Regions from separate parts of the Mus musculus genome. Here regions 1, 3, 4 and 5 are each linked to region 2. A link is a contact called in public HiChIP or PLAC-seq and promoter capture Hi-C data. All regions are on one chromosome and are shown on one strand. The core of a region is the stretch at or near the end of the contact, and the rest is flanking DNA. Distances in the headings are between cores, read along the strand shown. Region 1 overlaps Crtc3 (CREB regulated transcription coactivator 3). Region 2 holds the start of Hddc3 (HD domain containing 3). Region 3 holds the start of Anpep (alanyl (membrane) aminopeptidase). Region 4 has its middle 21 kb from the start of Zfp710. Region 5 overlaps Iqgap1 (IQ motif containing GTPase activating protein 1).

Region 1 (5,137 bases), core at 945-3,444, 310 kb after region 2:
AAGGGTTTACTTTGTTGCCCAGGCAGGCCTCAAACTTTAACAATCCTCCTGCCTCAGCCTCCCAAGTGCTGAATTACAATGAACTGAACAAAACTACCAGGTGGCATGAGCACATTACACATAGGTTAGGGACACAGGACAGGGAGGCAGATGATGCTCTTTCCATCCAGATACAGCTGCTGCTGTGTCCAGTGGTTTTGTTCCCTGTGTTCTTTCTTAGTGTCCCCGAAGCTGGGCATGTGACAGGGCCATTCTGGTTCGGGAGTGCTTTGCTGCACCAAAACTTTTGTTTTATTTTTGAGCAGTGTACATGCAGAGTAGACATGCTGCCTTGCTCACCGCTGGAGATGCTAATGCTGCCCTCAGTAATGACCGTGTTGCTGAGACCTCAGGTGGGTGTGCTAGAATGATAACCACAGTTTGAGTTCTTCTTCAAATCACTTCTTTTTTTTGGTTTGTTTTATCAGACAGGGTCTTATGGAGTCCGGACTAGCCTCAGATCTGCCATGTAGCCAAGGACAGTCTTGAACTTCTGATTGTTTTGTCTCTGCCTCCAAAGTTCTGGGTTTAAAACATGCCTACTTGGCTTGTTTCTTAACCTTCCCAGTTGTTTGTTTACTTGCTTGCTTGCTTAAAGCAGAGTTTCACTACATAGCCCTGGCTGGCCTAGAACTCACTATGTAGTCAAGGCTGGTCTCAACCTTGCCACAATTCTCCTGTCTCAGTCTCCCAAAAGCTGAAATAACAGCTATGTCCTACTATCTCTAGCCTAATAACAACTTAAAAAATAATGATTTAAATTATAGCCTTCTGGGTTAGCTAGAGTAGTCATTACTTGGTGTCATTAGGACAGTAGCATAATATACGTATTACTTAAGAAACTATTACAAGTTTCCTTGCATATGCTTGCAGCCCAGAGTGTGAGATCAAGAGCTGGAGTGCAGCATCTGTCTAGCATGCAGAGGGCCTGGGCATTCATTCCTGCTGCACACACAAGCACAGGAGATCCCACATGGCCTGTTCCACTTCTCTACTCATGTTTACAGAGAACCCCTCCATAAGAGTATAATGGTTTACTCTCTTATGATAGTCTCCCTTTATATAATCAATCGAAGAAATCTTTTGTTTTGGTTTTTCATGGTACAGTTTCTCTGTGTAGTCCTGGATGTCCTAGAACTCTCTATGTAGACCAGGCTGGCTTCAAACTCAGAAATCAGCCTGCCTCTGCCTCTCAAGTGCTGGGATTAAAGGCGTGCACCACTACGGCCCAGCTGAAATCTTAATATTCTCTATATTAATGAGAAACATGATCTTAAACTGCTTTTAAAAGACATGTACCAAATTTCAATGTCTTTATACTAGGCACAAATTTCAGTATTCTCACCAACAACAAAGAGTTAACTCAAATTGTTTCCTAACTGAATGGGTTAAAAAGTCTGAACTGTTAGCCTAATAATAATTAGCCTGAACTGGCACTTAGAGTGCACATGACACAATGCTAATGTTTCACAAATGTCTTATTTAATCCCCACAGCAACTCTGTGAAGAGGGACTAGTACTACCCCAATAAACAGATGAGGAAACTGAGGCTCAAGCACTCCATGTGCTGCAAAGCTCAGGAAGAGAAGAGGCAGGGTCTGGCCCGGGCTCTGGAACTCCTAACTGCCACCCCACCGGAGGTGCAACATTTCACTGATTACAGTGACAACAAACACTTCCAAATGTCTACATGGCTTTAGTTTCCTACGTCCTGATGGTCTACCTATGGGAAAACACAACAAACTCAAAGTGCCAGAGGTTGCTGAATCCAAAGATCATGAGACTAGGGGCACAGCGAAGGGGAGCCCTTGCCCAGCTAGGGACACAGCGAGGGGAGCCCTTGCCCAGCTAGGGGCACAGCGAGGGGAGCCCTTGCCCAGCACAGCTGGGAAGCTGCAGTCCTGGCAGGGGCTCGTTTGCCTTTTCTCCGTGACTTGGATGCACAGTTCTATAAGTGTCAAGAACCAAATGTAGGCAGAGAAAAATCAAACAAAGGGTACCAAACAGTCAGAGAGTGCCAAGTGTCGCCCCTCACAGCTCCTGGAGCTCCTGAGGCATTATGTCCACTTCATTCCTCGGTGTGAAGCTGGGAGACCAGAGTGCCTCGGCCCCAATGATGTCATGGGGTTAACAAATGAAGAAAGCAGGAAACGGTTTCCTTTTTTTTCTTCAAGAAATACTCTGGTTGAATTTCCTTAACAGGTTTCAACTTCTGCATTCAGAGAAAATAGTTCTGTTTCAGAAAACCAACAAAAGAAGAAAAGCCATTGCCAGGACCTCTATGGTTACAAGCATAAACTCTAGAACAAAAGAGCCTGGCTTTAATCTGCCGGTACACAGCTCTGTGGGCTAGGAAGGTCCTTGAGCCTTGTTAGCCTCCATCTTTGCCCACATACATTAGCTGGGGACAGTAATAGCACCTACTCTGGGGTTCCTGGAAGAAATAAATAACATATGCAAAGCCCTAGCCACCGTGTATGCTACGTGGTCGTTTCTATGCGCCCAGTATTGGTAGAGACAGATGTAGCAGAAGCACAAACTATTCCTGGTAGAAACCTGATTGAAAGAAGGGAAGGAAGTCAGGTATTATGAAGCTCACCTGTCAGAGAAACAGAGGCAGGAGGATCACTGTGAGTTCAAGACCAGCCTGGTCTACATAGTGAGTTCCAGACTAGCCAAAGCTACACAGCAAGGTACTGTCTCAAAGGCACAAAACATAAAAAGAAAAATGAAAAAGAGAAAAGAAGAAAGAAGTGAATTTCCTCTCTACTTGAGAAACAAAGGCAAATACCGTGGCAAATTGCACCGGGCTGCAAAGCTTCAGACTGGGCTGCACAACTGCGGCTAGACAACAGCAGCTGCGGCTGACGGCTAGATCTCTCTCGCTTCCAGTTTTCCACCTATGTACTGAAAGAGTGCAGTCTGCTCTGCCGCTACAATTTTGTTATTCCTCAAGGGCAAGTAATCAAAATGGACAGAGGACTGTGACAAAGAGGGCCGCTGCTGCTGCCAGAACCCAGTCAAGGCTACACAAGCGCTCCCAGGCCCTTTGTTTAGCAGGCTCGCCACTCTGTTTTAAGTTACATTTAACTCTGGAGCTTTTCTAAGCTCTTATTTTTTTTTCTTTTTAATTATCATATAATAACTGCATGTATTAAAACTTTTAGATGACTACCCTGATTAATTAACTTTAAACAACTGTCAAAAACTACTCAGAAGCTAAACAGGCACAGACTGGTCCAATGTATCTGTTGAGCAACTTCATGAATGCCAAGATGTCGGTGAGATACTGAAGAGATAAGTTCGGGCATGGACACTTCAGGGGAGGGAAGACCATGCTCAGAGTGGCCATGTCTGCTCTTGCTGGGTAGCTCATACCCCTGGCCTGGCTGCCCCCTCCCAGTGGAGAGACCACTTCAGGGAGCAGACTGCTAGCTCTGGCCTTTCCTGACCAGGTTCCAGCGTGAAATGCTCAGTGCACGAGCGTGGGACCGCCACAGAGACACACTTCCTTAGAAGCTGAGGGAGGGAGGGAAAGTTGGCTGAGGGGTGAAGGTAGGCTTAGATTAATAAAAAGATTGCTCAGGTGGCCGAGGGAATGAAAAACCAACACATAATCTAAGAGAAGAGCCAAGCAAAAGTGACGCCACCGTGACTAGCTGAAGGGTCCAGGAGGGGAAAAAAAAAAAAGGTAAAGCAATTATACAGACTGGAAAAGAATAAAACACATGATTGATTCTGGGTATTCTATTTTATTTGCTAAATAAGAGCAAAGGCCTGGGAAAGATAAACTGGGTCAGAGTCATGACACCGTCACTTGCCACTGTGCGACCTTTGGTATGTCACTGTGAAAGCATCAGTATAATGGGGATGAAGATGCCAACCTGCACTCCAGCAGGAGAATGAAGTGGCAGAGCACACAGACAGAGCTCAGACACTCAACACTTCTGTCCTCCGAGCACCACCGGACTCCTGCCTAGAGACTGGAGTGTAGCTTAGGGAAGTGGGTTCAACCCGCAGTACCAGAGCCAACCTGAGACCAGCAGGTGCAGGAGTCCTGGAATCCAGGAGGCAGAGGCAGGAGAATCAGTACAAGCTCAAGGCCAGCCTGGTCTATGTTGAGAGTTTCAGGCTAGTTGGGACGAGATAGTAGGCTGTCTCAATCAAATGAGCCCCTCCTGGCTAACACTGTGGGGAAGTGTTTCCCTCTGCACTCGGAAATTACACCAGGGCTGGTGAGGTGACTCAGTGCATTAAGTGTTTGCTGCCCAAGACTGAGGTCAGCCCTGGAGCCCATGAAAGAAGAAGAAACTCTAACATACACTAACACACGCTAGGTGGGGATCGGGCACGCACGCACACACATCCACACATCACACACAATAATAAAAAATACATGTGTTAAAAACACGATGACACCCTCAGAACCCAGATGGTGAAAGCAGGGAACCAACTCTCCTTGAAAGCTGTTCTCTGACCTCCACACATACCCTGTGGCTTCCAATATCTACAAACACACATGTGCGCACACACAGACACATAGACAAAGAATAAACAAACTAGAATCTCTGGAAGTCTAGCTTAGTGGCAGTGTATTTGCCAGCACTTATAAAGTCCTGGGTTCAATTCCTAGGATCCTCCTACTCCCCTCAAAAATGGGAAGTGTGAGCTGGACCTGCTGGGGCAAGCCTAAGGCTGGAAGGCTGAGAGCTCCCAGTCTGTCTGAGTTACAGAGCAAGGAGGAGGCCAGCCTAGGCACCTCACTGAGACACTATCCCAAAATAAACCATTTAAACAGGGATGAGGACACGGCTCAATGATATGAGTGCCTACTTAGCAAAAGCCGCGTTCAGTCCCTGGTACTGAGAGATGGGTATCGAACAGCTACTACTGTGACTGCCTCCAACGGGTTTTCAGGAGAAAATGGGAGGGGAAAGCTTTCTGAAGTTACATCCCCAAGAGTAAAGAAAGAAAAGAGCTAAGACACCAGCTATCTGTTGCCAAGGAAACCAATTTCTGTACCCAGGGAGTGTCCTGAACACAGGCTGTATTTTTGAACAGAGAAACTGCTACAGAACCTGGCATTAGGGACAACAGA
Region 2 (4,987 bases), core at 2,412-4,911:
GGTGCACAAACAGCAGCGGCTATGGGCAATCCCAGGCCCAGGTAGAACCAGGTTAGAGCAACCCGATCCCCTCACCAGCTTGAGGTGGCAAGCAGCCCTGTTTCGGTGCAAAATGGCCTGGTCCTGGGGCGTCGCGCCGAGACTCAGGGCCTGTGTGTAGGCGGTCAGGGCGCCCTCGTAATCCCCGCATTTGAACAGCTCGTTGCCCTCCTTCCGCAGCTGCTCGGCTGAGCTGGCCTGGAGAGAGAGAGAGAGAGAGAGAGAGAGAGAGAGAGAGAGAGAGAGAGAGAGAGAGAGAGAGAGAGAGAGAGAGAGGGAGAGAGAGAGAGAGAGAGAGAGAGAGAGAGAGAGAGAGAGAGAGAGAGAGAGAGAGAAGAGAGAGAGAGAGAGAGAGAGAGAGAGAAGAGAGAGAGAGAGAGAGAGAGAGAGAGAGAGAGAGAGAGAGAGAGAGAAAGGCGTTGGGCAGAGCAGCGCGCCTGGGAGAAGAGCCGGGTCTTGGCCGAGTCCCGTGAAGGGCTAGAATAAGGTGACGGCGACCAGGTGCGAAGGCGCATGTGTGAAAGGGGAGATGGCACAGGAGAATCAGTACGCACCCCGGGGTCGGAAGGTCGGGGCTCGGGGGTCTCCGGGCCACTCACAGTCATCACGAAGCTAAGCTCCAAGAGCCAGTGCAGGCGCAGTCTTTAGAGCAAAGGTGTCCCTGGGATCCGCGAGATGCCGGCGACTGCCCCGCCCCAGCAATGCGTCAGTGTTACGCTAAACAAGGCGAGGCCAAGAAGTGGTTGGGTCTGTGCAAGGGCGGGGTACTCGCGTTGCGCAGGCGCAGGCTCAGGCTCAGGGCTGCTTCACGAGCGCCTAGTCTGTTCCCACTGGAACCTGTAGAGGGCGCGCGGAAGAGGCTCTAAAGGAAAGGCGGCGGCAGCCGCTGGAGTTTTGTTTTTCTCTCCGTCCCCGACCACGGCAGAAGTGCACGAAATCTGTAGTCATCAGTGCCATCAGCAGTAGAGTGTAGATGCCCAGTGCTAGGAGCGGGCCTGGACCCCTGGGGAGACAGGAGAGACTCAAGGTTGTCTACTGGCTGCTACAAGTCAGGGTTTGCAGAGCCCAGAGTCCCACGAGAGCAGGGGATAAATACAGATGCATACACATATTTTGCATACAAATCTGGGAGCTCGCAAGTACCTTGAAGACAAACGCGGCAGATTCAGAATTAAACCTCCTACTACAATGTGTCCAAGATTAACAAATCCTCTTTATTAACACCGTCCAAACCCCTTAAGACAAAGCAGCTTCTGTTACTTGTTTTCATTTACAGCATTGGTTGTAATTATGATTTAGTGACTTCCTCTCCACTAATCTGGAAGCTACAAGTCTCCCACTGCAGAATTCAAGGACAGTGCCCAAGACACGGGAGCACTCTGCCAGTGTTCTGCGAATCCGGGACTAGAGTTCTTACCTGAGGATGGGTGGTGGCTGAAGCGAAGACAAGTTAACTTGGTACAGGGCCTCAAATTCATCCAGGGTACAGCAGGAACCCCCGGCAGCCTGCAGGTGGCAACAGTAGGCTTCCTCGGGAGTGTCAGAGAGGCGCGGACAGAAAAAACCAGGGTAGTGGCCGCCTTCTGCATCCCGTGTAGTCTGGCACAAATGGGGGTGGTGAGCCAGGGCTGGAGAGAAGCAAGACGTCTATAGAGAAGGGAGGTTACCCACATCCCCTTCACCCTGCTCAAAGTGCAAAATGGGGTCCAAGTCCCAAAGAGAAGAGAAGAGGAGGCTCTCTCCACCCCTCACCATCAGATCTCCCGTACCCCAAGTCACCCTCAGAGGATAGGGAAAGTATTATACCTGAGAGGTCGGTTGGCTGGGCAAGATTCATCCAACTGAAAAGCAGTCCCCCACACAGGCCTGTCAGCAGGAGCCCTGGACCTCTCCCCTGGAGGCCCATAAGAAGTCGCCTCCACCTCAGTCGTAGTCCTAGGAATCCAACAGGGGTTCTAAGCCCTGGCTACAGACAAGAAGGAAGCTGAAATTAAAGTCCCAAGATTTGCAGGGGTGAAAACTCCTCTATTATAAGCTTGTGGAGAGATGAGAGTGATTGGGTCCTATCATCTGCTGGGAAATGTGAGGCCTTTGGCTCTAAACTGCCTATGATTTCCTAAGCAGAAGGGAGGAAAGGAATGCCAGGAGAGAAAAAGTTGAGCCATTGTCAAAAAGGAAGAAAGAAAGAAAGAAAGGAAAGAAGAAAGAAAGAAATGAAATGAGCGTGTGAAGCCAACTGTGTTTCTATCTACCCATTCCTCAATTTCTAGGCTGCACGGACACCTTGGGGGATATGGATTATTCCATTTTAGACCCCAGAGACCTCTGTTCAGCCTGTGGGGCATCCCTCTGTAACTGCAGCGCCATGGCAACCACCAAGCCTGTCAGAGAGTCCAGTCATTAGGCTTTCCCCTGAGCCTTATCTCCCCAGCTGCCAGCCCAGACACAAAAGCTACCTGCCTGGTGGAATACACTTAGCAGCTGGCTGTCTCCACTTCTCAGAACCCTTTGGGGAGATGCCAAGGTCTTGCTTATCCCTCATACTTCAGAGCTGCCAACGCCAAGACGGGATTTCTCCAGAAGATCCAAAGCTCGATGGCCGGTAAAGAGAGAAGGATTGTTCCAGTGCCTACCCAAGCTAGGCAACACTATGCTCCTGAAACCGCGGGGACAAGACTCACTACCTCAAGGGCCCAGAGCAGAGGTCTGGGGACTGAAGCAGGCTCCCTCATGATTCAAGAGATGAATGCAAACGGTTTCTGTAGAAACAGTGTTGTGTCCCAGGAGCCCACATCTGAAGCAATTAAGCAAGATCCAACTCTCCAGGTCAAATCCTAGCATCTCTAGGGCCAAGATGTTAGGTTCAGATGCCCAAGATAACAGAGACTGACCCTGTGAGGAGAGCGATGTTTGGAGCACGTTGAAAACGGTCTGGGTGTTGTGCCAGGCTGTAGATGGCCTTTTTCTCGTGGAAGACGCTGTCTCTGCCTCCCAGGCTAGATAAAATGGGCTTTCCCCCCACGATCCCACGGCCACCCGTGCCTTCCAGCTCTGTACCCAGCACTCTGTGAAACTATCACTTTTGGTTTTGTCTCCCTTTTCTGCAAAGACTGTTAGTTCTACTACGTCCTGGGGCATGGTGGGGAGAACGCTGCACCAGCCGCTGTGATTGTTGAAAACTTCTATATCCAGGATCTCGGTCTTTAAAGAACCTCCGTTGAGAATGGGATGATGGTTCAGTGGGTAAAGTGCTTGCTGCACAAGAATAAGGACTTGCATTCTTTCAGATTATTGCAATAGCCAGGTAAAAAAGCTGGGGATGGCAACCTACGCCTGTTGTACTGTGGAGGCAGAGACAGGAGACTCCTTGAAACTCGTTCGGTAGCTAGTCTTGCTAAATACCTGGGCTACAGGTTCAAGGAGAGTCTTTGTCTCCAAAAACTAAGGTGGAGACTTATAGCCTCTATAATCCACACGCACGCGCACACACGTTGGGGGAGGGGGGATGAATGAATTACAGCTTGTTAGAAATAGTTCCGTTCTCCGAGCCTCCGAAGCGCCAGGCGGCGCTATAGGTGATTTGTTCGGACTCCGAAGCTTCAGTCCCTCGCGCCACCAGCGCAATGGGCTCGGAGGCAGCTCAGCTGCTGGAGGCTGCTGACTTCGCCGCTCACAAACACCGACAGCAGCGACGAAAAGATCCTGAAGGGACTCCCTACATTAATCACCCCATCGGTGGGCGCGCCAGTTGGGAAGCAGCCCTCGCGGCCCGTGGCGGGTGGGGACTAACTGGGACGGGAACACAAAGCGCATATAAATTACTGAGCGCCTTCTTCGAGTCCCAAGCGTTGTATCAACCACTTTTCATGCGTTATGCGTGTAAGCCTCACCTGGGGTAGAAGGCAGGAGTGCTCCCTTGGTACAGTCGATATCCCAAGAGGGTAAGGGACTTTCCAAGGTCATCCAGCTGGTGAGGTGCTACATCTGGCTCCTTCTAGACTGACTTCTGCTTTGCCCCTGCCAGGTGTAGCCCGGATCCTAACCCATGAGGCTGGAATCACTGATATTGTGGTGTTACAGGTAAGGCTACCCTTCTCTGCCAGGAGGCTGGTGCGGGAAACCAGAGTACTGTTGAACAATGGGTGCTATTTATTTGGCTAGTAGGTTAGTGTCACTGGGCTGAATGGTAACCTATCCCCAGGCCGCCCTGCTCCATGACACAGTAGAAGACACAGATACTACCCTGGATGAGGTAGAGCTGCACTTTGGAGCACAGGTTCGACGCTTGGTGGAGGAGGTAACAGATGACAAGACTCTGCCCAAACTGGAAAGAAAGCGGCAACAGGTGGAGCAGGCACCACACAGCAGCCCAGGGGCCAAACTGGTGAAGCTGGCAGACAAGCTATACAATCTGAGGGACCTGAATCGCTGCACCCCTACAGGTATGCTCTCCTACTGGCTCTGAGGAGAGAGGGGGAGGGGATGGCCAGCTTCTGAAAATACAGGTTGGTTAGATTCCCAGAAATAAGTCGGGGGGTAGAGTGGGGAGGGGTGGTCGTAACACCTCCGACTAAACCTCTGTCTTAGTCAGGGTTTCTATTCCTGCACAAACATCATGACCAAGAAGCAAGTTGGATCTCATGGAGGCATTTCCTCAACAGAAGCTCCTTTCTCCGTGATAACTCCAGCTGTGTCAAGTTGACACAAAATTAGCCAGTACAATTGACCCCTTGTCAACTTGACACACAAAAACATCACTAGTAAGCCTCAACCCTTACAATCTTATTCATCCCCAAGATCTAAATAACTTTAAAAGTCCCACAGCCTTTACATATTCTTAAAATTTCAATCTCTTTAAAATATCCATCTCTTTTAAAATCCAAAGTCTTTTTACAATTAAAAGTCTCTTAACTGTGGGCTCCACTAAAACAGTTTCTTCCTTCAAGAG
Region 3 (5,733 bases), core at 429-2,928, 490 kb before region 2:
CTGGGCTGGGCCAATCCCCAGGGTGCTTCCTTTGGGAGCTCTGGACACTCCATTCTGTGGGAACCACATTAAACCCATGGCAGGTTGACCTTTGTGAGCCAGAGCAGTGTCCCTGTGGGGCAGGGACAGAGGGGCTTTGTAGGGCAAGCGAAGTGCACTAGTCATACAGTCCCACACTTTCTTTGATGGAAGTGGCTTTAAAGGCCACAAGAAGGACAGATTCCCTTCAGTCAGACCATGATCAGGAATGGGGAACTGTTCTGAGAAGTGATACTCATAAGACGGGGGTCAGCAGAAACTGCTACAAACACAGTTCTGCAGAGGCCTTGCCCTGCCCTCATAGGTATAATCTATAGGATCCCTCAGCCTGAGGTGAGTGGCTACCAGCCTGCTGGGATTCTGGGCTGAAGGGCGAGCACCTTGCAGCGGCCCCCTCAGGAACTCTGCAGGGTATGCATGTGACCCTAGGTTCAAATCCTGTGGAGTTGGGGGAGAGTACCATAATCAAATCCAGAGGCTGAGGCAGGAGGATTGCCTAGAGATCCAAGCCAACCTAAGCTATACAGCTCATTGCTCAGGTATTCCACAATCCACCGTAGCCACAGTCCTAGTTCCTGTACCTGGCCTGTCACATGTAGGAAAAGCTCCCTTCCCCATGGGGAATTGTGGCCAGTCTTCCTGTTTGGTGCCGGGCCACCTCCTTCTTACTAGCCACCCACGCTGACAGAGGTGGGAGGCCACCTGCTCCAAGTTCTACTTTCACAAATAAACTGGCCAAGGTCCTGACATCCCTAGACCTCAGATCCATCAGTCACAGAAGTGCCCTGAAATCTCCCAACAGCACATGTCACTGGTATCCTCAGAGCAGGATTGGGTTTTAAGTCACCAAAGCCCAGACTCTCCAGGGCAGGCAGCCTGCCTTATTGGAGGTAGTCTATTTGGAAAGACCCCTCTGCTGAAAAAGCTTGGGTTGCCACCAGCTCTGCTCTCTGGAGGCCACCGCAGCAGAATCCTGGTGCGCATCCAGGAGGCATGCCTATCTATGCATGGGACGAGCACAGCAACCGAGGGTCTAGGATAAAGTCTAGTTCCCGTCTCCTCACAGAGGCTGGGGCACAGGGCCAGGGCCGCCGCTCTAACCCGACTGGGACTGTAGAGCAGAAACATGTGTCTTTGCTCCGTGACTTCCAGGGGTCAGCGTGCACCTTCTGTTCCACTCGCGCCATCCCTAGTCCTCTATACTTCAGCCATTCTGTATCCTCTCATCTCTGGCTCCGTCCTCTATGTGTCCCTCACCACCCGCCCTCTAACCCTTGAGTCTGGCCACCAGACTCCAGCTACCGTTCCTGGGCTCCAGCCACCCCTTTTTCTCCAGGCCTGGCCATCTTCTGTCACCAAGGCCGGAGCTTCCCTCGGAGCCCTGCAGACACCTGGAGGCCAAGAGCCGCTGGCACCCTCGGGGACTCACTCCAACAGCTTCGGCAGCTCCCGGACCTCAGTTTACCCATCTGAGTAGGGGCAGAAGCTTCAGTTGGCTCCCGCACCCCAGATGCCAAGCCCCACACCCGGTGTCCCCAAACTTCCGCAGCCCATGGCTGCCTTCCCACACTTGCCTAGGACTGCACGCTTCTCCGAGCTGCTCCTGCCTCGCCTCCGCCCGCCTGCTCTGGCGGGTTAAAGGGAAGTAACCCGAGCCCACCACCGCTCCGCCCGAACTACACCCGCCCCCCCCCACCCGGCTCCGCCCGCGCTCCTCCCCGCCTGCACGCAAACAGCCGCTCCCCCGACGGTGCGGCCCCTGGCCCCCAGCGCGCCAGACCCAGACCTCTCGCCCTCACCCACCCACACTTCGCGCCGCCGCTGTCCCAGTGTCTCGCCCACCACATCTGGGAGACATCTGCAGCTGGAGGGAGGGGCTCACAGCCTCAAAAGTTTACAGGATAATCCCCACAGTTCTGGAGGCTTTCCACAGAACTTAATCTGATTATCTTTTCTTCTTCTTCTTCCTTCTTCTTCTTCTTCTTCTTCTTCTTCTTCTTCTTCTTCTTCTTCTTCTTCTTCTTCTTCTTCTTCTTCTTCCTCCTCCTCCTCCTCCTCCTCCTCCTCCTCCTCCTCCTCCTCCTCCTCCTCCTCCTCCTCCTCTTCCTCCGAACTTATTATGTAGTCCAGGCCAAGCTCAAACTAGCAACAATCCTGCTTCACTGCTACACTTTTTCCATGAGCCTGGATCATCCACCAATTCTAACTTTTTCTTCCTTTCTCTTTCTCCCCTTCCTCCCTCTCTCCCTCTCTCCCTCCCTCCCTTATTTTCTTCTAGTACTGTGGTTTAAGTCCAGTGCCTCATGCGTACTAGATAAGTGCTCAGCCGTGAGCTACATCCTCAGCCCTTTTCTTTTTTCTTTTATTTCTTTTTAAAGGAAAGGGCTCACTGAATCATCCAGGCTGACCTTGAACTCACTGTAGCCCAGACTGACCTTGACTTCAGCCTCTCCAGGCCAAGCTCTGGCTAACTCTTGACACCTAGGCTGTCTTCAAGAAGTCAAAGTTATTAGAAGCCTCTAGCAAATAAAGGATTGCATCCAGGAGTTTATGCTTCTTGTCCCCATTCCGCTTCGAGATACTGTGTGTTCCAGGGCACTCCCTCCCTGGGCATCTTTTTTATTGGCAATTCAGGGTACCATTTCTATTAGTTTCCTATTGCTGCTATAATAACACAAACTTTAAAAGACACATGCTTATTCTCATACTGTTTATAAATCAGACTCACTGTACTGAAACTCGGGGTGTCCGTGGGAAGCTTCCCTTCTGGAAGCTCTAAGAGAGAGCATCTTTGTCTTTTCCGATGGCTAGAGGCACCCACATTCCTTGGCTTGAGGCCACCTTTGGAGCGAGGAGTGACCGGTGCTTCAACTCTCGGCTTTGTCATTCTGATACTGACTGGCTTCTCCCATGCGATGCACCCATATAATTCAAGGTGATCTCCCTGTTCCAAGGGAGACCCTGAGCTGTCGAACCCCATACCTCTACTTACCTGTAGGAACTCCGGTTTAGAGGCATCGTAAATGATGTCCTCTCTACATTCCCATCCTCTCCATTGCTAGACAGCTTAGCTCTACTCTTGCCCTACCTCATGGCCAGGGGGTTGCTATGCGATTGCCCTCCTACTGAGTCACACCTTGTCCCAGACTAGCCTTGTTTTCTTCTCAAACTGTCCCTTCTTTTGGGATCAGATGGCTGGGCCAGGGTGCCTTTAGGCAAAGCCATGAGGCAATTCTAACTGTTCTGCTGGATTGCAGCTTTCCTAGAGTTGTGAGTTGCCTGCAAAATAAGAGTCAGTGGGCCCCGGAGAGCTCTGAGAGTCAATTTCAGATTTCCTTTTGCTTCAAGACCCACGCCTGCCTACTTCCTCTGTCATATCTGGCATGGCTGACAAATCAAAGATGGGCTAAGGCAGGCCAAGAGAGAGTGAACTCTGGGCACGCTCCCACCTCAGTCTTGGACAGGGGGTGTATTGAGAGGAACCTGCAGTAGGAGAAGGGCGCCTGCTCTTTGAGGAAGCTGTGGGGTTGAGAATGAAGGTGGTTTTCGGGAACTCAGCCTAAGGGAGTTGAAAATGTATGTATAGGCTTCTTGCTGCTGTATAATTCATAGTAGTGGAAAGGAAAACATAGCTTAAGCATTCTGCAATAGGGGCTTGGCTAAATAAATTATAGTCCTCTCATATGGTGACATACCATACCATCATTAAAAACACGTCATGTTTTGGCTTGGGGCATGGCTAAATGGATAGAGAATGTTCAAGGCCCTGGGCTCAATGGATCTCTACCACTGAAGTAAATGTATGTAATATTTCATATATAGCAAAACATACATATTTCAGTGAAACCACAGGGGGATTTTTTAAAAGGGGAACCTGAGAAGAAAGAGAGCCTGTTTAAGTGTTTTAGCAAATCTGAGGCCTCTAAAGAAAAATCAATACATTTGACTACATAAAGAATTAAAATTTCAAAATAACGTGAGAAGAAAGGGGGTAAAAACATTAAAATGTCAGCATTATGAGCTAGGAACATGACTCAGTGGGTGAGTGTGCTTGCTGTGCAAATATAAGATCCCCGGCTCCCATGTAAAGAGCAGGCGTGGTGACCAGGACCCCTGGAAGAGCAGTCAGCATTAACCGCAGAGCTGTCTCTCCAGCCCGTTTTGTTTGTTTTTTTAAGACATTGTCTCCTATAGCCCAAGCTGGCCAGCTTCTATGGCCAAGCTGGAACTCACTATGTAGCCAAGGCTGGCCCGAATTCATAATTCTCTTGCCTCTGCCTCCTAAGTACTGGGATCATAGGCATAGGCCTGGAAAGATACTGGATAACTCTTGATAAAGTAAATAAAGATTTTAACTACAAGATTTTTGTTGTTGTTTTTGCTCCCAGTTCAGTGGTAAAATACTTATCCAGCATACAGGGGCTCAAAACCCAGAGAGTCTGAGGGGAAGCAAGGGATGAGGGAGGGGGGCTACTTACTAACTAGTGATGTATCCTGTCTGCAATCCTTGCTGAGGCAGGAGGATCTCTATTTCAAGGTCAGCCTGAGCGACACTGAAAAATCTGTGTAGCTCACAGATTTTTAACGTAAACACTATCAGCAGCAACAACAACAATAAAGCTGGCTGGGAAGGCTGGGGCCAGCAGAACTCTGAGTTTGAGGCCAGCCTGATCTACAGAGCAAGTTCTAGGATAGCCAGGGCTACACAGAGAAACCCTGTCTTGAATAAAGAAAACAACAGCAACAAAACCCCAAGCTTTTGAGTGGGTAAGTGGACTGGGGCTGAGGCAGAGCAGGGGGAGGAAGGCAAGCAGGTCCCTCCAGCCTTGCTGGTGGATGTGCAACCAGCTGAGCAGCCAGAGATGGCTTGGTTTGGCAATATTTATCATGACAATCATATCTCCCTTCCACCCAGCACTTTCAGAATTGTATTCTACGGAGCACACGGGAGATGAGGAACTGAGAAGGTTTTTCTATGCAACATTATTTATAGCTGGAAGTTTCCTAAATGTCCATCAGAGAGGTAAGATGAATTTAATTGCCTGCCACTGTGGATACAGCTGTAACACACAGGCTCTACACTATGGAGCAATCCCAGAGATAAATGAAGTAAGAGTGTGTGTGTGTGTGTGTGTGTGTGTGTGTGTGTGTCTGTGTGTGTCTGTGTGTGTCTGTGTGTGTCTGTGTGTGTCTGTGTGTGTGTGTTGTGTATGGGGCATGTGTGTTATATGTATGTGTGTGTGTGTTTGAGGACACAGTCTCACCTATGGCTCAGGCTGCCTTAAAACTAACTTGTAGCTCAGGATGGCCTTGAACTCACAGTGATCTTCCCTCCTCAGCAACAGGAGGGCTAGGATCACAGATTTAAGCCTCCACACCCAGTCAGATATTTTTAAGGGGAAAAAAAATACATAGACTCATATCTTGTTTTCATACATGTGTATGAGAGCTGGAAAGACACACAAGAAACTGACAACATGGTTTGTTTTCCAGGGAAACCGAAGAACAAGACCAGAGATTTCCCAACGTATCTCTATCTATCTATCTATCTATCTATCTATCTATCTATCTATCTATCTATCTATCTACCTATCTATCCATCCATCTATCATCAATCTGTAAGTGTGGATATAAAATGCTTATTTGTGTGTGTGTGACACACATATCATGATACATGTGTGAAGTGTCTGTTCT
Region 4 (5,425 bases), core at 1,621-4,120, 340 kb before region 2:
TGGGTGGGCAAGCTTGTCTGTATTGGTTTGGAACGCTGGTGCTCCAGAGAAAGCAAGCTTAATTAACGAGCACGGGCTGGCAGATGGAGGCTCCGGTGGGGACCTGGAGGGGGCTTCGGAGCATTTCCAAGGCCTCAGAGTTTGACAGCAGGCCTCTCCATTATGTAGAATTTTCCTTCCTATGTTGTGGTTTCCCTTTCTCTTGGTAGAGATGAATCTAGAGCGTTCCTTCCTCATGTCTTCTCTTCACAGATGCACAAAGGAGATGGTGACTCTTTGCCACCTCACCGTGACTCCTGTCATCGTGACTCACAAATGCCATCCCTGGAAGGGAGAGGAGGGTAGGAGGCTGTCCCACAGCTCCTGAGCTAAAAGTGGATTCCTAGGTGGCAGGAGAGGGGCAGAGGTCCAGGAGAGCTTTGTGGATCATGAATTGGCCAGATGGAAAGTGTTGTTTTTTTCAGGGGAATGGCCCGTTGTCTCCCTGAGGAAGCTGTAATGCCCTCCTGATGTAAAAGATGTCCACCTGGGCAGTGAGGGTGCACAGCTTTAATCTCAGCACTTGGGAGGTAGACCAGACAGATCTCTGTGAGTTCAAGGTCAGCCTGGTCTTCAAAGAGAGTTCCAGGACTACACAGAGAAACCTTGTCTTGAACACCACCCCTCCCCTGCCAAAAAAGACCCCCCCAAATCAAAACCCAATCAAAGGGGGGTGATAATAGGGGTATTAGTTTAATAGTAGGTCACTCGCTTATCATATTCAAGGCCCTATCTAGATTCGCAGTGTTTTAAAAAAGAAAAAGAGGGGCTGGAGAGAGAGCTCAGTGGTTAAGAACACTGACTGCTCTCCAGGAAGACCGAGTTCAATTCCCAGCACTCCCAAAGCAGCTCACAGCGATCTGTAACTCCAAGATCTGACACCCTCCCCTAGACATACAAGCAGGCAAAACACCAATGCACATAAAATATAAATAAACCAACCAACCAACCAACAAACAAACAAAAAGAGGGGCTGGAGAGATGGCTCCGTGATTAAGAACATTGACTGCAGCCGGGCGTGGTGGCACATGCCTTTAATCCCAGCACTCGGGAGGCAGAGGCAGGTGGATTTCTGAGTTCAAGGCTAGCCTGGTCTACAAAGTGAGTTCCAGGACAGCCAGGGCTATACAGAGAAACCCTGTCTCGAAAAACAAAACAAAAAAAAGAACATTGACTGCTCTTCCAGAGAGGTCCCGAGTTTAATTCCCAGGAACCATATGGCGGCTCACAACCATCAGTAATGGGATCCAATTCCCTCTTTTGGTGTGTGTCTGAAGACAGTAACAGCAACAGTATACTCACATACATGAAATAAATAAATCTTTAAAAGAATGAAATAAAAAAAAAAAAGAAAACAGAAAGTGGGGGTGAGCTTTGATCTAGAAAGAAGTTATTTACACTTACATTTAGTCAAAACACCACTGGTGTGAGAGGATGTTTGTGTGTGTGTGTGTGTCTCTGTGTGTGTGTCTGTGTGTGCACACACTCTCAGCTGCATGTGCTCCTGTGTAGGCTATAGACTGACTTAGGGTATCTTCTCCTATCGCTCTCCACCTTTTTTTTTAAACAGAGTCTCTTGCTGATGCCAGAGCTAACAGGTTTAAGTAACTCTTGATATTTATCTCCACCCCTACCCCAGTCCTAAAGGGATGGGCCAGCACCACCTTGTCCAGCCAGCACTAACACGGGGTGCTGGGGATCTGAAGCTGAACCTCGTGTTTCCATAGCAGACACTGAACCCAGAGAGAATATTTTCTTTTTTTTTTTTTTTTTAAAGATTTATTTATTTATTACATGTAAGTACACTGTAGCTGTCTTCAGACACTCCAGAAGAGGGAGTCAGATCTCCTTACAGATGGTTGTGAGCCACCATGTGGTTGCTGGGATTTGAACTCCGGACCTCTGGAAGAGCAGTCGGGTGCTCTTACCCACTGAGCCATCTCACCAGCCCCGAGAATATTTTCAAAAGCTTGAGTCTAGGGCTGGGGTAGTGGCTTAGTTGGTAGGACATTTGCCTAGCATGTACAGTTTCCACTACCACAGAAACAGGTCAGGGTGGCACACAAGTGTCATCCCAGCACTTGGGGGCTGAAGGCAGAAAGATCAGAAGTTCAAGGCCAGCCTGGACTGCTTGAAACCACCAAAAATAAGTAAAGAAAAGAGAGATGGATGGATAGTCTGACTTCTGAGCCCGTACTTAAAATAGTTCCAGTCTGTTAAAGGGAGGAAGGAGACGGGGGCTGGCCCTGGCTGAGAAGCAGAGGGGGTCTTACTCGGGCTACAGCTTCAAAGGGGAAACAAGAATTAGTCCTGGATGCTAAAGAGCATGGAGACGGGGGGGGGGGGGGGGGGGGCAGGCTTTCAGGTGGTTCCGCATGGTCACTGGGACTATTGAATGAAGGCCAGTGTGAGGCAGGCTTGGCGCAGAAGCTGGCAGGGGCTGGGAACTGTTTTACACAAGCGATTCATCAGGAGAGTATCCAGGTGAGGTGGGCCGGCAGCCACGAGCCACACAATTCAAATCTCATGAGTCCTTAGCCACTGCTGAGGCAGACGCTGGAGAATGGCAGTTCTCCTCCAGTAGCAAGACCTGTGTGGTACCTAAGCCTTAAATATAGCAGCTCTCGAGGGATCCTGCTCTTAACAGACCTTTAGAAAGAGAAACAGACTTCAAGAGGTTCCACGATTCCCATGGATCTGGGGTTTAAATCCTGGTTGACTGGAAATGGAGAGCTGAGCCTCCTTCTGCGGTCGGTTTGCTCTGTGTGAGCAAACAGTAGGGATCTGTGCAGCCTAAGAGAAGGTGCCAGTCTCCAGGGCTTCCACCCACTGCAAGCCGACCTGTCAGGCTGGCTCGGTGGCTCGGCGGGCGGCTCGGCAGGTAAAGGTGTTTGCTGCCAAGCCTGACAACATCGTTTAAATGCTCTGGAACTCACGTGGTGGAAAGAGAAAATCAACTCCAGGTTTTCCTCACACACCCTTTGGTACTTCACACACACACACACACACACACACACACACACACACACACACACGCACGCACATTTCTTAAAACCCCATTTGTCAGCCAGGCTTTGTGGTGCACACCTGTGATCCCAGCACTCCAGAAGCTGATGGTCAGTAGTTTAAGGCCAGTTTGACAGACACAAGATGAATGAATGAATGAATGAATGAATGAATACCTAAGTAAGTAAATCCCAAGGCTCATCTTCCCTTCATGCCTTCTGGATATCAAGGAGGCCACAAGGTCAATCTTTTCCTGGAGGTGACACCTGTCTGGGGGTGCTGGACAGTGAACTCCGAGTTTTGCCTGCGGTTCCCCAGTGCACCCCTGTTACAGGAAGGCCAGGGAAGTGAGGGACAGGCTACAGGAGGAACAGCCACAGCCCTGGCGGCTTCTCTACTTAGAAGGATGTGGGCAGGGGACTCCCTCTGCCACTGCCCCCTTGCCTCTCCCCTCTGGTCTGGGAGAATTTCTCAGGTATGGTGGGTGCTACCGCCCAGATGAGATGGGGGAAGGACAGCAAACAGCTACAGCTTCTCCTGACCTTGTGTTCACGCAAACTTCTCTTCATTTTGTTTTATTTTTTTTATTGGGGGCTGGGGTGGGAGGTATTGAGCTAGGTTTTTTAAATGTAATGGTCCTGACTGTCCTGGAATTTGATTTGTAGACCAGGCTGGACCTCGATCTCACAGAGATCTGCCAGCCTCTGCATGTTCTGGGGATGGTCTAAATGACCTGGCGTGAGACATTTTCTAGAATTTTCTCTTGAGTAACCTGTCTTTTTTTTAAATTCATATATTATATATTACATGATATATATGTGTGTGTATATATATACATATATATATACACACACACACATATATATACACATATATATATATATGTATGTATGCTAACCTGCATCTAATAAAAAATAGTTTTAGAAATATTTAAGGGCTGGAGAGATGGCTCAGTGGTTAAGAGCACTGACTGCTCCTCCAAAAGTCCTGAGTTCAAATCCCAGCAACCACATGGTGGCTCACAACCATCTGTAATGAGATCTCATTCCCTCTTCTGGTGCATCTGAAGACAGCTACAGTGTACTTAGATATAATAATAATAATAAAAAATTAAGGTAGTCTGCCTTTCTGCTTGTCTTGGAACTTTTTCTTCTGGGCTTTTGAGAGAGTTTCATGTAGCTCAGGGTGGCCCCAAATTCATCTGTAATTGGATCTGGCCTGTAAGTCCTGGTCCTCTGGCCTCTACACACCAAGCCCTGAGGTTACACGCCTACCTTACCACACCCACATGACCACTCCTGCCTCCTCCTCTTATTCTTCCACTTCATCCTCTTTCCTCCTCCTCCCTCTTTTTAGAGTTTTGAGGTAAGATATCAAATAGCCAAGTCTGGTCTTACACTCCTGGCCCTTCTGCCTTTGTCTTCCTAGTGCTAGGATGACAGGTGTGTGCCGCCGTGCCTGTTATATTTGTATTTTGGATGAGAATACTGTCTTCCTTTCCTTTTATACCAGCCTCCAGAAGCCCCAAGTCAACCTTGACCTCTCCCCCCACGGCCTCCAGAGTGCTTTGTCATGCTTTATATGTTGTTTAAATATATGTTGTTTGAGGTCAAAGAGCTGGCTCAGCTGTAGAGAGCGCTTGCTGCTCTTGTAAAAGGCCCAAGTGTGGTGCCTCGCACTCATATCAGGTGGCTCACAGTCATAACATCAGTTCCAGAGAAGATCAATTCCCTCTTCTGGCATCATCTTTGGGCACCATATACACACGCACACGCGCGCGCACACACACACACACACACACACACACACTCACACACATACACACAATCATGCATACAGCACACACACACACATTTACAATTATGTATTGAAAACAATTTTCTTAAAATTGTCAAGCTTGACTGATTTACCAGTAATACCCTCTTTCCCTTTGATTTCTATAAACTCTAAACTTCAAAAGCTATTGCTTCACTGGGTATCTGAAAATTTTCTCTTTTCCTTCTTCCTTCCTTCCTTCCTTTCGTTCTTTCTTTCTTTCTCTCTCTCTCTCTCTCTCTCCTTTCTTCCTTCCTTCCTCTCTCTCTTTCTCTCTCTCTTTCTTTCTTTGTTTCTTTCTTTCTTTCTTTCTTTTTTTGGTTGTTTGAGATAGGGTTTTTTTTCCTCTGGGTAGCCCTGGCTATCCTGGAACTCTGTAGACCAGGCTGGCCCTTAACTCACAGAGATTCACCTGCCTCTGCCTCCCGAGTGCTGGGATTAAAAGCATGAGCTACCGCTTCTGGCTGTTTTCTTTGATTCACCACAGGACCATAGTTAGGTCATATGCTTATATACTGTGAATGGAATCTACTTGTTGTATTATGTGAGGTACTAATTTTTTTTC
Region 5 (5,653 bases), core at 2,296-4,795, 400 kb after region 2:
CTAGAACTCACTATGTAGACCAGCTGGTCTCAAATGCACAGAGTTTTGCCTGTTTCTGCCTCCACAGAGCTGGGATTGAAGATGTGAATTGTCATGGTTGGTTGGTTTTCTTTTCTTTTTTATTTCTGGGTAAGGAAGACATGCTCTGTATGTGGGCCAATACTCACAAGCAGTCCTTAGAGTATCAGCAGCAACACTGCCTGGGAACTTGTTAGAAATGTGGCCTCCCAAGCTCTGCCTTAGACCCTCGGGATCAACCCCCACACCCAGCACTTTAGATTTGGATAAGTATAATAACAGAAACTGTGAGACTCGCGGGAACCAGAGAGGATGGTAACAGACATTAAGCAATAACATGCCGGTGAGAGACTTCCCTCCTGAGGGCATTTGAAGGGTGCCTGTCCCATACAATGACAAGTGCAGAGTCGGGTATGGGGGGTGCAGTCCTTGCCAGTCACTGGCTTTACAGGAGTAAGAGATTAGGTCATGTGTTAAAGTCAGGGAGGACCATCACTCCCGTCCTGTACATCAGTTCAGGACCCACATGTAAAGCACTGTCTAGGCCTGGCTGTGCCTAAGGAGGTCCTCAGCCCAGCACTGGTCCCTCCCTCACTGCGGTCCCTTCGGCTGCACCCCCATCAGACAGCCGCATGTGTATCTTTCCACACAAGGTCCTGGCTTTTCCACCCTCAGTGACTTTCCCCTCTCCGTCCCAAACATTCTTTCCTCTTTCCTCACCTGTTTAAAATGTCTCTTGGTTTGCCTTCCTCCAGGACAGAATTAAACTTTCCCTAACATGACAGTACTGTGCTAGAGCCCCGTCTCTGCCCGCACTCCTTGGCTCTGTTCTGGGCCTGATGTTTCCCCAACAATGAAAGGCCAGGAGGCAGAGCCCTGGGCCACCCAACTTTTAAGAACCACAGAGTGAAACTCACTGAGTTGTACAACTGACATGTTTTCCATCTCAGACTTCATCACCTCCAAAACCACTAAAGCATGATTACTTCAGAATTACTCATTGCCCAGTCTACATTGGAGTCCAGGACTACCAGCCACAAGCATCTCTCCTCTGAACCAAGAGTAACCCTGAGGCACTTTCTCTCAGGTCTTTCTTGTGAGAAGAAAGGTGGCCTACCTGGATCTCCTCTCGAGAAAGCTGCACAGAATTCTGCACAAAGTCTGGGGGCTCAGCCCATCCTCCTGCTTGCGTCTCCAGGTTGTGGTAGTAATGGTACCCGCCTTTCACCCAGTGCTTCACCCACTTGCTGTTATTATCTCCTGTTGTTGGCAGAAAACAGAGGGGGAAAGACAGTAACCCAGAGCCACACCCCCACACTGATTACTCTGGTCAGCTTTGAGAACCTACACACTTTCTAAAACCTATTCCTTGGATCCAACAGTAAAGGAACATCTCGTGTGTCCCCTGGGCCTTGGCTGAGTAATGTCTGGTCTATGTCATGCATGTCATATTGCCTAGGAGGGTCCATCACAGAACCAATCATACTATTCTTACAACTCCTCTGTCTAAATCCTGCAGTCAAAACACCGTCCAGAAAAGACGGGCCATGCACCCTTCAGCACTACCGTTCAGGAATGAGAGAGCTACAACATTTTCTCTGCTGTGAACTTCTGTCAGCCGTCCACAGACTCAGATAGTCAGAGCTGCTGACATCCTAGGAAATGCGAACAGCCAAGTATCTCGGATCCTTTCCACGCTCTCAATAAAACTGGTCTAGTTCACGCAGCTATCTACAAGCGTTCAGAGTTTAGGACTATTTCCTGCAAAGTGAGCCTAAATACTGTTTATCCACACTGCGTATCTTGGCCTACATCTGTCTCCTGATATGCTCAAGGGCTTAGCTCATGGACATATGTACCCCCCCATGACCCACCTGCTGCCAGTCTCTTCTTCTTGGCTTCAGCAAGGTCACTCTGGTACGTTTCCCCACATTCGGGGATCACTCCATATAAGCCAACGTCGGGAGAACGTAGGGCACTCAGGGTTCTGCCAACATCACCGCTGTCTACTGCTTCATTGATGGCAGAGATTCCTAAGGCAACTGTCTCGGAAGAGAGTTATTAATGGAGCAATTTAGGGGCTGTCTGTGTTCACATGACTTCACCCAGCATACCTACTGGCCAGCTACCCTGCCCAGCACCTGTTGACCTCACCCTCCACCTACACGTGAGCCAGACAACAGACACATGGATACTTACACCTCTGGGCCTCTTGGGTGTCTTTGTTGGACTGCCAGATTCCACCTTGAATTTCATCCAACCATAACACAGCTGACTCATCCTGTGTTTCCTACATATGATTGAAAGCAAAACAGTACGAAAGCCATGGTGAACATCAGGGTATGTGTGATGAGGGCCTTCTGGGGCTCAGCTACAGAAGAAAAAGCTCCACAGATGAGCCGTGGATTAAGTGAATGAAAAGAGCCAGGCATCAAATACCCTGCCCTAAAGTTAAACAGGAAATGGCTCCAATGTAAGCAATGGATGAATGAATGAAGGCCACTCAAACTGTTCAGGAAGCTGACAGCCGTGGAGGGCGCAGGAGCAGGTACACTGGGAAGGGGCCCAGGGACTTGTACCGTATGACAAAGGCCAGAGTATGTGTATTAATACACAAGGTCCAGAAAGCTTCCTTTGCCCTTGAAACACACACAGAGGCAGCTCAAATTCTCCAATACAACCAACGCTTATGTCTTATGTAACCGGATCCTTTTCCTTCTCAGATTTAAAACCTGGAGTTACTGCTACTGCAAGAGTTCTTTTTTGTTTGTTTTGCTTTGTTTTTTGAGACAGGGTTTCTCTGTGTAGCCCAGGCTGTCCTGGAACTCACTCTGTAGACACGGCTGTCCTCAAACTCACAGAGATCCACCTGCCTCTGCCTCTGCCTCCCAAAAGTTGGGATTAAAAGTGTATGCCACCATGCCCTGCTTAAGCCTTTCATTTTAAAATCATTTGCTGGAAACTAAACACACATGTCCACACACAGGATTCTAATAAATGGTGACGAGATAGCCAGAAAAGCTGTACAGTCTGAGCGGGCTCCTGTGTCAGAGGTGATGGAGCAGAACTGGCTTGTTTCACTCTTGCTATAGTTTATTTTTCCTTAAGCTAACATGTAAGGGTTCAATATAGGATTCTGATGCATATACCATTTTATTATTCACCCCCACCCTCCCTGATCCCCCCCCCCTTTGCTGGTTTCTTGTCTCCCTTCAAATATTTTTCCTCATGTGTTCATGTTACATATACTGAAGATGGGGAATGGCCACACACAATTCCGAGTCCTCAAAGTACTGTAAATGCTAACATCAACTGCAGGGTGAAGCCACAATGCGGCAGCCACAGGCTGTGACTCCAAGAGCTGAGAAGTCAGAGGCAACAGGGCGGATGGTCCTAGTCTGCAAGAGAAACTGCCCACAAACGCTACGACCAAAGCAAAGGCACTTCCGTGGGCTGGAATCCAGCCATTGCGGGTTCACTGCTAGGCTGATCTCACATGCATTCCAAGAAGAATCAGCTAACAGCAGAGCTGGGAGGCCAAGGGAGAGCCTTCCCCTGCAGGGAGAGAGCGCTCTGCAAGCGTTCTGACTATTCACAGTCCTATCCCCCACTGCCCCATGCAGGGTAAAACAAAGAGCTACGGTTAACCTTTCTTTCACACATAATCCTCACACATAAGGACCAAACAATGGAGCTAAGGTATGAAAGGCAAGAGAATGAAGAGAAATTGGTCTGGCATATGCTCTAACTAGTTCCTGGTGGCTTACACACAAGCATGTGTATACAGATGGGAAGAGAGTTTTAAAAGTCACGCATGTACATAATAGTAAAGTGATGCTCACCTTGGGCATTAAGACTCTCCTACCCAGGGACTGGTGATCATTCTTACAAAGTGCTCCAAAGGCACCAACTTCAAGTAAGGAAAGAAATGAAATGGCAGACTCGGGACTTCTAAGAAACTTCTCACTAAAAATCCTGGCTAAAAATAGCATGGATTAGCTTTTGTAAGCTGACAAGATGAAGGAAGGTTTGTAACAGTTAAGAGCTGACACAAAGGCATTTCCCACTGAGTGAGAAAGAACGTGAGCTCGGTGCTGTTCCATCTTCCCACAACCTATCTGGTGCTCCCTGGGAGGTCACCAGTGCTTCCCCCCCCCCCCATCCCTTATCCTCATTGGATGACCAGGGCCTTCCCCAGCTGTTTAGCATCACTGATGCTTGTGGTGATAATGTACAGTCTCACCACCACCACCACCACCACTAACCAAAAACACTGAGAAGGCAAATCTGGAGAAGAGGTGTGAGCTGTGAGACCCTTGACCTGGATGGGAACCGAGAGGGCCACACCTGGTACAGATGGGGTGCAGAGACTCTTCTATAAGTGATTGTGAACATAGGGGAGGCAATGACACAAATTTTATAATGATGTATCATATGGCCTGCAAATTATATTCCAATAAAATCGAAAGCTCTAAGCTCCGTGTCTGACCAAGCCTGGAGAGAAAGCTGCACAGCTGTAAACAGCCTGCCTACTGAGCGGAAAGCACAAAGGCCCCTCAGCAGGGCAGGGAGGCCCCTCAGCAGGGCAGGGAGGCCCCTCAGCAGGGCAGGGAGGCTTTACAGGGTCTAGGGATTCAAGGACACCTGTCCAATTGTTAGCAAATCACAAGCTGATTAGGGAGATTTTCCTGCATGTACATGACAAAGACAGTTCACAGAATTCAGAAACGCCTTGAACAGCTGTGCACCTGCAATCTCACTGAAGCAAGCCCCCATCTCAACAAAAACCCTAGAACACCAAATAAGTGATGCATGAGGGCAGGAATCTGATTTCTGCAGTTAACACATTATCAGTAGAATGTTTTGTTGCCAAATAAAACACACAGCAACAACAAAAATAAGGCATGCAGGGACTGGACAGACATACAAACCCACCAGACGACAGACAGATGCTACCACTGAAGTGCCTCAAGGTGAACTTGTGGGCCAAGACTCGGATCAGCTATTTTATATATGTTAAAGAATTAGTGGGGATTGCGGCAGGCACTAAAGTATGACAACATTACCTAGGAGCATCAACAGAGAGAAACCACACTCTTAAACACAGAAAGTACAATAACTCAAGCAGATTTGATTGTGTACGAGGAGGGAGAAAGTCAACTTGAAGACAGGTCAGTTCTGATGCTCTAGTGGGAAAGTTAACAAGAAAAGGGGAGAGAGAAGTGAGTATTGCAACAGGGTGGCAGGGTAACGTCGAGCCAGTGACAAAGGATGCACAACAAAATAAGGGCCCAGGAGACTCGGCTTCTCTGGAAAACTTCTCTCAGCCCCGGGATCACCACAGACACAAAGACAGCACCGAGAGAACTGCACATGAAATACTTTATGTGGGGTTTTGATTGTTTTTGACTTTTGAGACAGGGTCTCATGGAGCCCAAGCTAGCCTTGAACTAACTGTGTAGCCGAGAGCGAGCATGAATTCCTGATGTGGCTTCTCCTCGGCAGAGCTGGGGCTCAGGCATGTGCCACCACACCCAGCTACAGACTAAATTTAAAGTACAATTTTATGCTTGCTAAATTTAGAATTCAATAACTATTTTTAACGCTATTCCCTAGATGGTTTGTAGGACTTGGA

The links. Promoter capture Hi-C pulls out the DNA fragments that hold promoters and counts their contacts. HiChIP or PLAC-seq counts read pairs in DNA pulled down with a chosen protein or histone mark. Capture Hi-C pulls out chosen DNA fragments and counts their contacts.
Region 1: a promoter capture Hi-C map of hematopoietic stem and progenitor cells shows a contact between it and region 2. The contact joins the enhancer-like site here to the promoter of Hddc3 in region 2. A contact is called at or near these places in 13 of 39 promoter capture datasets (the 3T3-L1 cell line, 3T3-L1-derived adipocytes, the C10 cell line and 7 more), 2 of 484 Hi-C or Micro-C datasets (bone marrow-derived macrophages and liver), 5 of 115 datasets of contacts at active chromatin or transcription factors (bone marrow-derived macrophages, embryonic hindbrain, embryonic stem cells and 1 more) and 2 of 9 other capture datasets (adipose tissue and pancreatic islet).
Region 3: a contact with region 2 is called in a promoter capture Hi-C map of pancreatic islet. The contact joins the promoter of Anpep here to the promoter of Hddc3 in region 2. A contact is called at or near these places in 3 of 39 promoter capture datasets (embryonic stem cells, liver and pre-B cells) and 1 of 9 other capture datasets (pancreatic islet).
Region 4: a promoter capture Hi-C map of embryonic stem cells shows a contact between it and region 2, with 3 times the contacts expected there. The contact joins the enhancer-like site here to the promoter of Hddc3 in region 2. A contact is called at or near these places in 5 of 39 promoter capture datasets (the C10 cell line, embryonic stem cells, hematopoietic stem and progenitor cells and 2 more), 1 of 15 datasets of contacts at CTCF or cohesin (large pre-B cells), 2 of 115 datasets of contacts at active chromatin or transcription factors (embryonic stem cells and large pre-B cells) and 1 of 9 other capture datasets (liver).
Region 5: a contact with region 2 is called in an SRF HiChIP or PLAC-seq map of embryonic stem cells, with 8 times the contacts expected there. The contact joins the enhancer-like site here to the promoter of Hddc3 in region 2. A contact is called at or near these places in 8 of 39 promoter capture datasets (the HPC-7 cell line, HPC-7-derived erythroid cells, embryonic stem cells and 4 more), 5 of 115 datasets of contacts at active chromatin or transcription factors (embryonic stem cells, large pre-B cells, pancreatic cancer cells and 1 more) and 2 of 9 other capture datasets (adipose tissue and liver).

The regions. Positions count from the first base shown.
Region 1 is chr7:80,650,312-80,655,448 of GRCm38.p6, forward strand. The region is part of intron 2 of Crtc3 (CREB regulated transcription coactivator 3); the gene reads right to left. It overlaps Gm51450 (a long non-coding RNA gene), which reads left to right. Exons shown (of 3, transcript XR_003946653.1): 2 at 306-392; 3 at 1,535-5,137. Among named protein-coding and RNA genes, the nearest start is that of Gm51450, 5.0 kb to the left of the region's middle. Within about 2 kb of position 2,195, at least 63 of the 459 cell types and tissues checked have an H3K27ac peak or open chromatin away from gene starts, as enhancers often do. A contact at or near this core is called in the HPC-7 cell line, bone marrow-derived macrophages, hematopoietic stem and progenitor cells and 2 more, where this site is marked.
Region 2 is chr7:80,339,476-80,344,462 of GRCm38.p6, forward strand. Hddc3 (HD domain containing 3) reads left to right here and starts at 3,662. Exons shown (of 4, transcript NM_026812.2): 1 at 3,662-3,774; 2 at 4,064-4,119; 3 at 4,241-4,481. The coding sequence starts at 3,663. It overlaps Unc45a (unc-45 myosin chaperone A), which reads right to left and starts at 744. Exons shown (of 20, transcript NM_133952.2): 1 at 594-744; 2 at 76-237. The coding sequence starts at 644.
Region 3 is chr7:79,846,532-79,852,264 of GRCm38.p6, forward strand. It overlaps Anpep (alanyl (membrane) aminopeptidase), which reads right to left and starts at 1,679. Exons shown (of 21, transcript NM_008486.3): 1 at 1,614-1,679.
Region 4 is chr7:80,002,486-80,007,910 of GRCm38.p6, forward strand. No RefSeq gene overlaps it. Among named protein-coding and RNA genes, the nearest start is that of Zfp710, 21 kb to the right of the region's middle. Within about 2 kb of position 2,871, at least 17 of the 459 cell types and tissues checked have an H3K27ac peak or open chromatin away from gene starts, as enhancers often do.
Region 5 is chr7:80,741,901-80,747,553 of GRCm38.p6, forward strand. Iqgap1 (IQ motif containing GTPase activating protein 1) reads right to left here. Exons shown (of 38, transcript NM_016721.2): 16 at 2,218-2,308; 17 at 1,893-2,060; 18 at 1,136-1,278. Among named protein-coding and RNA genes, the nearest start is that of Crtc3, 56 kb to the left of the region's middle. Within about 2 kb of position 3,546, at least 68 of the 459 cell types and tissues checked have an H3K27ac peak or open chromatin away from gene starts, as enhancers often do. A contact at or near this core is called in embryonic stem cells and stem cell-derived neural progenitor cells, where this site is marked.